Linked DNA regions of Mus musculus: regions 1 and 2 are each linked to region 3. The links are chromatin contacts, called in public promoter capture Hi-C maps. All regions are on one chromosome and are shown on one strand. The core of a region is the stretch at or near the end of the contact, and the rest is flanking DNA. Distances in the headings are between cores, read along the strand shown. Region 1 holds the start of Zpld2 (zona pellucida like domain containing 2). Region 2 holds the start of Selenon (selenoprotein N). Region 3 holds the start of Pafah2 (platelet-activating factor acetylhydrolase 2).

Region 1 (2,766 bases), core at 122-2,621, 200 kb before region 3:
CTTAGACTTCCATGACCTTTCTAGCCCCGGCCATTTATCTGGTTTGTTTACGTGAGTTATTTGTGTTACTCCATGTTATCCATACACATAAAATTAAAATAAAAGAGAAACTTTACAAAGAAAAGGAGGAAGAAGAGGAGGAGGGAGAAGAAGAGGAGGGGAAGGAGGAGGAAGAGGAGGAGAAGAGGAGGAGGGAGAGGAGGAGGAAGGAGAGGAGGAGGAGGAGGAGAAACAGCAGCAGCAGTAGACAATGACCACTTCCTGGAAGGGATTATACGCACTTACCCAAGTGGGAATAGTAGCTGTCATTGCACGCACAACCTCCGGTACTGGCCTGATACTCATCCAAAGCACAGGTGCCACCTCCCGGACCACTGCTCTGGTTAGAGTTGGAGGGTGCTTTACTGGTCCCGATCATAGTGGAGGATTTGGTTGTCTCTGAGGAGCTAGGAACAAGGGCTGTAGAATGGTCCGATGACTGGGTTGTACCCAGGCTGACGCTTGAGTCCGTCTGTGCTGGCTGGGAAGGTGTCTGTGTGATTGTGCTGTGGTGTGTGTCAGGTGACATACTCATTGTTGTGGGGCCTGTTGCTGGGGTTGGGGGTATAGTTGTAGTGTCCCTTTCCTGAGTCTCAGATGTGCCTGTGCTAAGCACAGTGGTCCTCAGATTAGCTGTGGTTGGTGAAGAGGTGTCTCTAGTTGTCACGGTTGTTGTGTGTAAAGGTTTATTTGTGTCAATGGCTTTATCCAGTGTTGATGAGGGTGCAGTTAGAGTTAACTTCTCAGGCACGGTGGGTATCCCAGTTCCAGATGACAGGATGGCATCCTCTGGTGTGCTTGATGTCGTTGAGGGTGTTGTCATTGAAGTTGTTGTTGTTGTCACAGTCATGTCTGCCTCCCCTGGGCTTGGGGACACTGAGGATCTCATTCCAGTGGTGATGGGCCTTGGTGGTGGCAGTGTTGTGAGTTTAGTCCTGCTGTCGCTTGAGTCCGTCTGTGGCTGGGAAGGTGTCTGTGTGATTGTGCTGTGGTGTGTGCCAGGTGACATACTCATTGTTGTGGGGCCTGTTGCTGGGGTTGGGGGTACAGTTGTAGTGTCCCTTTCCTGAGTCTCAGATGTGGCTGTGCTAAGCACAACGGTCCTCAGATTAGCTGTGGTTGGTGAAGAGGTGTCCCTAATTGTCACAGTTGTCATGTGTAAAGGTTTATTTGTGTCAATGGCTTTATCCAGTGTTGATGAGGGTGCAGTTAGAGTTAACTTCTCAGGCACGGTGGGTATCCCAGTTCCAGATGACAGGATGGCATCCTCTGGTGTGCTTAATGTCATTGAGGTTGTTGTCATTGAAGTTGTTGTTGTCATCAAAGGTGTCGTCATGGTCATGTCTGCCTCCCCTGGGCTTGGGGACACTGAGGATCTCATTCCAGTGGTGATGGGCCTTGGTGGTGGCAGTGTTGTGAGTTTAGTCCTGCTGTCGCTTAAGTCCGTCTGTGCTGGCTGGGAGGGCATCTGTGTGACTGTGTTGTGGTGTGTGTCCTGTGGCTTGCTCGTCATTGTGGGGCTTGTTGCTGGGGTTGGGGGTACAGTTGTAGTGTCCCTTTCCTGAGACTCAGATGTGCCTGTGCTAAGCACAGTGGTCCTCAGGTTAGCTGTGATTGGTGAAGAGGTGTCCCTAGTTGTCATGGCCGCCGTGTGTAAAGGTTTATTTGTGTCAATGGCTTTGTCCGGTGTTGGTGAGGGTGGAGTGGCTACAGTGAATAAAATTGTGGTTTCGGATGACTCTACCAGCTCCTTTGCTGCAGAGGTCACCGTGGAATCTAACAGTGACATACTATTGGTGACTGTCTTCACGGCCGTGTGTACCGTCTGCTCAGTGGTCTCTGTTTCACTACTGCTTTGGGGTGATGTTGGAAGAGTAGCTGATGTCATCTGTCCCTGGGACTGAGATGTGGTTGCCTTGTTCACTGATAAACTGTTGAGTTCCTTTGTGGAAGTAGGGCCATTGGTTCGCTGAGACACAACTGAACTTGTGGACGGGCAGGAGAGATTCTTGTTAAGCTCAACGCCTTTTGAGGAAGGTGGGATTGAGGCAACATTGCCTGCGAAAACAGGAACAAGGAAAATAAAGACACTGGCTGACTGTTCCTACCACTTCCTAGGCACTTGAGCTCCCGCGCTCCTGATGAGGAGTTCCAATACAACTAATAGTGGAGCAGCGGCGAGTTCGTATAGCGAGTCACGCTCATTTCCTGTCAGCTCTGCCCTGATCGATTTCAGAGACTGGCTGGAGAGCCTTCTGCTGCAGGCTCCTGACTGCATGCTAAATACTCACCTCATAGCCACATAGAGGTGTAGCTCTCTCCAGCTTCTGCAGCAGCAGCAGCAGCTGCCGCCAACGGACACCATTACAGAAAGCCACAACTAGTCAAAACTCAGAGAACTGACCTTGGAGTGCCCAGCCCCAACAGATGGATCTGAAACACATCCCTTCACCTAAAGTCTGGGGTGGGGGCGGGGTGGGGGTGCTGGAAAGATTCTAAGAGCTGGAGGACTAAGGTGTTTACTTAGAAATAGTATCTTCTTAAGGGGGGGGAGAGGGGCTGGAGAGATAGCTCAGTGGTTAAGAGCACTGACTGCTCTTCCAGAGGTCCTGAGTTCAAATCCCAGCAACCACATGGTGGCTCACAACCATCAGTAATGGGATGAGATGCCCTCTTCTGGTGTGTCTGAAGACAGCAACAGTGTACTGATATGAATAAAATAAATAA
Region 2 (3,154 bases), core at 548-3,047, 150 kb after region 3:
CCAACTGGGTGCCTAAGGTCATAAATTTGAGAACTAGCAGATCGAACCGGGGACTTAAAAGCAAGAAGCCTGCAAGTTAGATGCCTGCCTGGCTTATACGGCTTAGTGAGACCCTGTCTCAAAAGCTTGGGCATGTAGCTCAGTGGGAAAACGTTTACATAGCATAAGCTCTGTGTTCAGTCTCAATAAGGAAGATGGCTCCCTTGATAAAGCACTAGCCTCACAAGCATGAGATCAGACCCCTAGAGGCCATGTAAAAAGCCAGGCAGGATCAGAGATAAACCTGTCACCCCAGCACCAGGACAGGGGAGCAAAAGGATCACTGGCCGCTTGCTGGCCACCAGCCTGGCATCCGTGGAAGAGTTCCAGGCTAAGGAGAGACTCTGCCTCAAACAAACAGTGGAAGGCACCTGGGCACTGACCCTCGAGGCTGTCCTCTGTCATAGGCACACCGTACATGAGCACAGAGCTCACAAGTGCACTGACACACAGCCTGGACGGGAGGGACAAGCACTTTATAATTCATTCATTCGAGACTCCGATTATCCTCCTCCCATTTATCGTAAGGAAATCCGCACCTGGGCAGCACTGGCTGGCGACTAGGAATTATACAACCTAGGCTTTAGAGCAGTGCCAGCAGCTGTGACTCCTTCCTGTTTGTGACTGTCTGCATATTGGCCATTGCACACACAGTCTCTGAAATCCTTAACCCTGTGAGTCAGGTCAGGTCTAACCTGGCTCTGTCGTCTTCTAGCCTGGCAAGAGGGTCAATCTGCCTGCATCTTCATCGCTTCAAATACAGCTTAGCCTGACAGCAGCCACGGCCCCAGGCGTGGGACAGGTGTAAAGGCTGCATCCTCTTTCAAGGCTTCAATTTGAGGATGTGGCCTGGCAGGTGGCCGGAGGAATGCTACTGTCACCATTGAAATGGGATTGGGTGCTACGGCAACTCAGGTACCCACCAGCCCGAAAGTGGTGAGGGGGTGTGGGCTCGGGGCCCGGGCCCAATTCCTTTTAGGTTTCCCTGAGTGCCCAGCCTCTCTGGTACCTGTCAGTTTCTCCGCAATGGGTTTGAATTCCTCCGGACTGATGTACATATCCTGGTCAGTGTCCAGCGAGGAAAAGAGAAAGAGGCCATCTGTCCCCAGGACCTTTAATGCCGATTCCTGCTGGGAAGGAAGGAGCTGAGCTAAGCATCACCATGGGCCCCAAACTCTCCATCCCAGTCCCTGAAGCAGGGAGCTGCTTCCTGCTACAGTGGCTCCTGCCATTCTTTTCCAGAGTCCCCTCCACACTTGCCAGCCCATTTGCTCAAATGTCACTTCCCAACAGTCCCAGAGTTCCTTGTCCCCTTTTCAGTCGCGTCTGGTCCCAGCTTCACTCCACGTCTTCATCCATTGTCTACTCCGAGTTCCCTCCCTCCTCTCCCAAAGGCCCGGTCCTACTTTTTACCCTGTCCTGGCCATTGTCCCCTCCGGCCTCCCCACTTCCCCCCTTCCCTGGTGCGGGGTAGAGCTTTGCTCTGCGCCTCTTTCTGCAGCCACTGTCCCCCTCCTGTCCCCTCCGACCTGCCGCGCGGCCGCCTGGGCGTCGGCGAGGAGCGCGCAGGCCCGGGCAGCGGCGACAGCGGCGGCGGCCGCCAGCAGGGCTCCGAGCAGCGCCAGGGCGCGGGCGCGGCGGCGTGGAGGCGCGGGCTGAGCGCCGGGGTCCGGGCTGTGCGGGCGGCGCGCTGCGGGCCTGGCCTGGCCCATGGCGGCGGCTCCGGGGATCCCGGCGGCTGCAGGGAAGGGGATCGCACGGCGCGGGGCGGGCGGCGCGGGGCGGGGCGGAGCTGGGAGGGAGGGCGTCAGCAGGGTGGACTGCCGGCCCATCACTGCCGGGGAAAGAGGGAGGTCCCGAGGGCACAGCGCCTGCTCAGCCGGTCCATAGGCCCTCTACCTCGCCGCTTCCAAAATAAATAAAATAATAAATAAATAAATAAATTCTTTTAGACATCCTTTCACTCTGTAGCTCAGGCAAGCCTGAAACTCGCTGTGTTGTCCAAGCTGACCCTGAACTTGTGATGCTCCTCCTGTCTTCTGAGCCTCCAAGTATAATCACCCTCATCCCTGCGCACACACACAGGCTATGATCACCCTCATCCCTGCACACACAGGCTATGATCACCCTCATCCCTGCACACACAGGCTCTTTCCCTTTCTCCCTCCCTTCCATCCAAAGTTCAGTTAGTTCTGCAAAATGTGTGTGCCATAGTGAAAGAGTGCTGTTGAAATTATGATCTAAAATATGGTTAGGACTCAAAAGAACTCCTGGGAACTGGGGAGAGGACACAGCGGGTTGTTGCAGAAGCTGATCCCTAGCACCCGTGCTAAAAAGCCAGATGTGCCCACACATTATTTAATAGGAAGGTTGAGCAGAAAAACCCTTGGGACTTGTTGGCCAGTTAGTCTAGCCAAACAGGTGAGAGACCCTGTCTCAAAAAATAAGTTGGAGAGTGATAGAGGAAGAGACCTGACATTGGCATAATACGCATACACACACACATAGTACACACATACATACACACACATAGACTCACACACGTACACATATATACATACATACATGAATATGCACATAGACTCAAACACACACATATACACATACATACATACATACATGAATATGGACACAGACTCAAACACACACATATACACATACATACATACATTCATACATACAAACATACATATACACACATAGACTCACATATACATACACACATATACACACATAGACTCATACACATACATATACACACGTACACACATACATACACACATATACATACATACATACATGAATATATACACAGACTCACCCACACATATATACACACATACACATATACACACATACACAACACACATACTCTCACACACATATACACACATATATACATATACACATATACACATACACATATACACACATATACACATACCCACATAGACTCACGTACATACACACATACATATGCACACACATAGACTCACATACATACACACATAATATGCACACACATAGACTCACATACATACACACACATGTATACAATACATACATACATACATATACATACACACATATATATATATACATACACACATATACA
Region 3 (2,771 bases), core at 151-2,650:
CAGCGGCAGTCTTGGTTCTCCAGTGTGTGTGCTCAGCCTCGGGGGAGGAGGGTCGGGCCGGGGTGGGGTGGGGTGGAGTGGGTGGAGTCTGGCAGAGGCTCCTCCCCCTTCCCACTGGCTGTGCGGTCCACAGCCTGCAACAGAATTTAGCTCCTCTTCCCTTCCTCCTTTTTGTATTAGTGGGTGTCTTAAAATTTGCGCTGGAAGAACAAAAGAGGAAAAGGAATAGTAGAGAGAAAATTATTGCCTCCCAACGTTAAGTAGAGTGACTCTGGCTGGCTTCTTGGGGTTTTTCCTCTGGACCAGATGATTGGCAGGCAGGAAGGTGTGTGTGTGTGTGTGTGTGTGTGTGTGTGTGTGTGTGTGTGTGTGTGTGTGTGTGTGTGTATGTGTGTGTGTGTAGTAACAGCTGTGGCCTTAAACAGTTCAGGACTATGAGTTCTTCAGTTACACACGTGTATGTGCCGAGGCAGGGACAGGGGTGATTGCAGGGAGCGTTGGCAGCAACCATCTCCAAAGTCTCTCTTTGCCCAGGCTTGCTCTGGCTTGCACACTGATCCTCCCAGAGGAGGACTCAGAATGTCCAAACAAACCGCGGGGGTGGGGGTGGGGGGCAGGGCCCCGCCCATGCAGGTGGTTTAGGCTGTAAGGAATAGGAATTGAAATGTTGCTTGCTTTAAGCCGGTTCGTGGGCTGAGTTAGACCTCTCTGCCTTGCTCTTGAGTCTGCAAAATTGGTCCAGCTACCTCCCTTCTCGGAAAGCTGTTGAGAGGGTTAGATGAAGCAGTGTTTATCAGAGACTTAGTACAGTGCTAGCTGAGGAAGAGCTGGACCTCAGTGGGGCGTTATTAGCCAGGGAAGGCAAAGTCTGGGCTGTAATCACTACAGCAGTTACTGTCAGATAGATACACGGTAGGTGCGGGGTCATTACGCAATAATCCTGAGACAGAGTCATGCATCCCAGGCTTGCCTTGAACTCCTAACCCTCCGGACACCACCCTCCTCAGTGCTGGGGTTACAGGTGTTCATCGCCGTAGCTGTTTTCTATAGTTCTGGGAATTGAACCCAGGGCTTCTTGTATGCTAGAACTGAGCCACACCCTTATGGTTTGTAGGTTTTGAGGGATCTGAGGACTAGCTCATCACCACTATCTCCTCACCCCACCAGAGGGAAATGAAGACCACAGTCCATAGGGCTGGGGATGGAATGGGTCGCTACCTAACAAGTGTAAGGCCCCGGCTTCCACCCCGCCACTGCAGAAAGACAACCGAAAGACGAGCCTGAAAACGTTGGCAAAGTCGCAAGTGTAAATAACGAATATGATTTAGTGAGTAGCTGGCAGGAAGGTCGGCTGGGGTGATAAGGATGTCAGGAAGTGGACAGGGTTGGCACATGACCTAGAGAAACAGCAAGTGAGGGAGAGACCAGCAAGAGGCTGTTCTGTGTTCTGTCTTCCAGCCAGCAAATTCCCGAGCACCCGGCTTTGGTCCAGCTGGTGATGAGATGGGGGCCGGCCAGTCTGTGTGCTTCCCACCCATCTCGGGACCCCACCACATTGGCTGCACGGATGTGATGGAGGGTCACAGTCTTGAGGTAAGTGTCCCAAGCTCCGCCCCTGCTCTGTTCCACTGCGGGGACTTCACCAGCACAGGTCCAAGTGTGTAAGTTCTGGGCTGCTAAGTTACAGCTGGGCAGAGTTTGGACATCAGCCTTTTGGCCTGTTTTCCTGCTGGCTTTTAAATTCCTCATTTAAACTCTTAGAACCTCCGCAGATGGCCGAGTTCTTTCTGCAGCAAGGAGGAGCCAGAGGCACCTCACAGACCCTTTCTCCTGTCGTGAGTCCAGGCATCTGACCCTAGAGAGGTTTTTCGATGCCATCCTGATGTAGGGGGACAGGATGAAGCATAGTGGGCCACAGGCCACTGTCCTGACTCTACAGCTTGGGTGGGAAGATGAGGTCTTCACCTCTAGCCTCCCATTCACTTCTCTCTGGTTTCTGAACCTCCTGCCAATTCCTAAGCTTTTCTTTTTCTTTGTTTCCTCTTCCTCCTCCTCCTCTTCCTCTTCTTCCTCCTCTTCCTTTTTAACATTTTTGAGGTTTCTCATGTAGCTCAGGCTGCCCTCCAACCGGAAATGTAGCCAAGAATGACCATAAGCCCCTGATCCTCCCACCTCCAGGACTTCAGGCACGTGCCACCATGACCCAACAAGTTCCTTAGGTTTTTGTCCCCGGTGGTTGGGCTCACCTCTGTTCTGTGAGAGACACCCACTTCCTGGTAACCCCTCTCCTGCTCCCTCTCCTGACCAAGCCTTCTGCTGCCACTGAGTTCATCCTAAGAGCAAAGACCTAGCCCCCCCACCTCCCTCGTTCGCACGGAGCCTAGGTCCACAGTATGGCGCTGTTCCAGGATGTAATTGGAAATGCACTTGACAGTCAGGACATAAGCCCTCTGATGTGCTAGCCACAAAATTGTTTCTGGATCGGAGGAAGCCTCTGTTTCTCTGTTGGTGCCCCAGACTCCTGCTGACCCCAAATGCCTAAGCTTTGTGGTCCCAGCAGCTGCTCCCTTCTTTTCCCCAGGGGAGCCTCTTCCGACTCTTCTACCCTTGCCAAGCATCAGAGAAGTGCGAGCAGCCCCTGTGGATTCCCCGCTACGAGTACAGCATGGGTCTGGCCGATTACCTGCAGTATAACAAGCGCTGGGTGGGGTTGCTGTTCAACGTGGGTATCGGTAAGGCTGGCCCGGCCCTGGCTGCTTCCCGGGTGCCTG

The links. Promoter capture Hi-C pulls out the DNA fragments that hold promoters and counts their contacts. Capture Hi-C pulls out chosen DNA fragments and counts their contacts.
Region 1: a promoter capture Hi-C map of stem cell-derived epiblast-like cells shows a contact between it and region 3, with 2.4 times the contacts expected there. The contact joins the promoter of Zpld2 here to the promoter of Pafah2 in region 3. A contact is called at or near these places in 3 of 39 promoter capture datasets (the C10 cell line, embryonic stem cells and stem cell-derived epiblast-like cells), 13 of 484 Hi-C or Micro-C datasets (CD4 T cells, the P5424 cell line, embryonic stem cells and 1 more) and 2 of 9 other capture datasets (adipose tissue and macrophages).
Region 2: a promoter capture Hi-C map of liver shows a contact between it and region 3. The contact joins the promoter of Selenon here to the promoter of Pafah2 in region 3. A contact is called at or near these places in 2 of 39 promoter capture datasets (embryonic stem cells and stem cell-derived epiblast-like cells), 1 of 15 datasets of contacts at CTCF or cohesin (embryonic stem cells) and 4 of 9 other capture datasets (adipose tissue, embryonic stem cells, liver and 1 more).

What each region holds. Positions count from the first base shown.
Region 1 is chr4:134,201,633-134,204,398 of GRCm38.p6, forward strand. Zpld2 (zona pellucida like domain containing 2) reads right to left here and starts at 1,372. Exons shown (of 8, transcript NM_001080712.1): 1 at 286-1,372. The coding sequence starts at 1,360.
Region 2 is chr4:134,550,369-134,553,522 of GRCm38.p6, forward strand. It overlaps Selenon (selenoprotein N), which reads right to left and starts at 1,798. Exons shown (of 12, transcript NM_029100.2): 1 at 1,569-1,798; 2 at 1,049-1,166. The coding sequence starts at 1,751.
Region 3 is chr4:134,401,512-134,404,282 of GRCm38.p6, forward strand. It overlaps Pafah2 (platelet-activating factor acetylhydrolase 2), which reads left to right and starts at 1,401. Exons shown (of 10, transcript NM_001285874.1): 1 at 1,401-1,593; 2 at 2,582-2,732. The coding sequence starts at 1,504.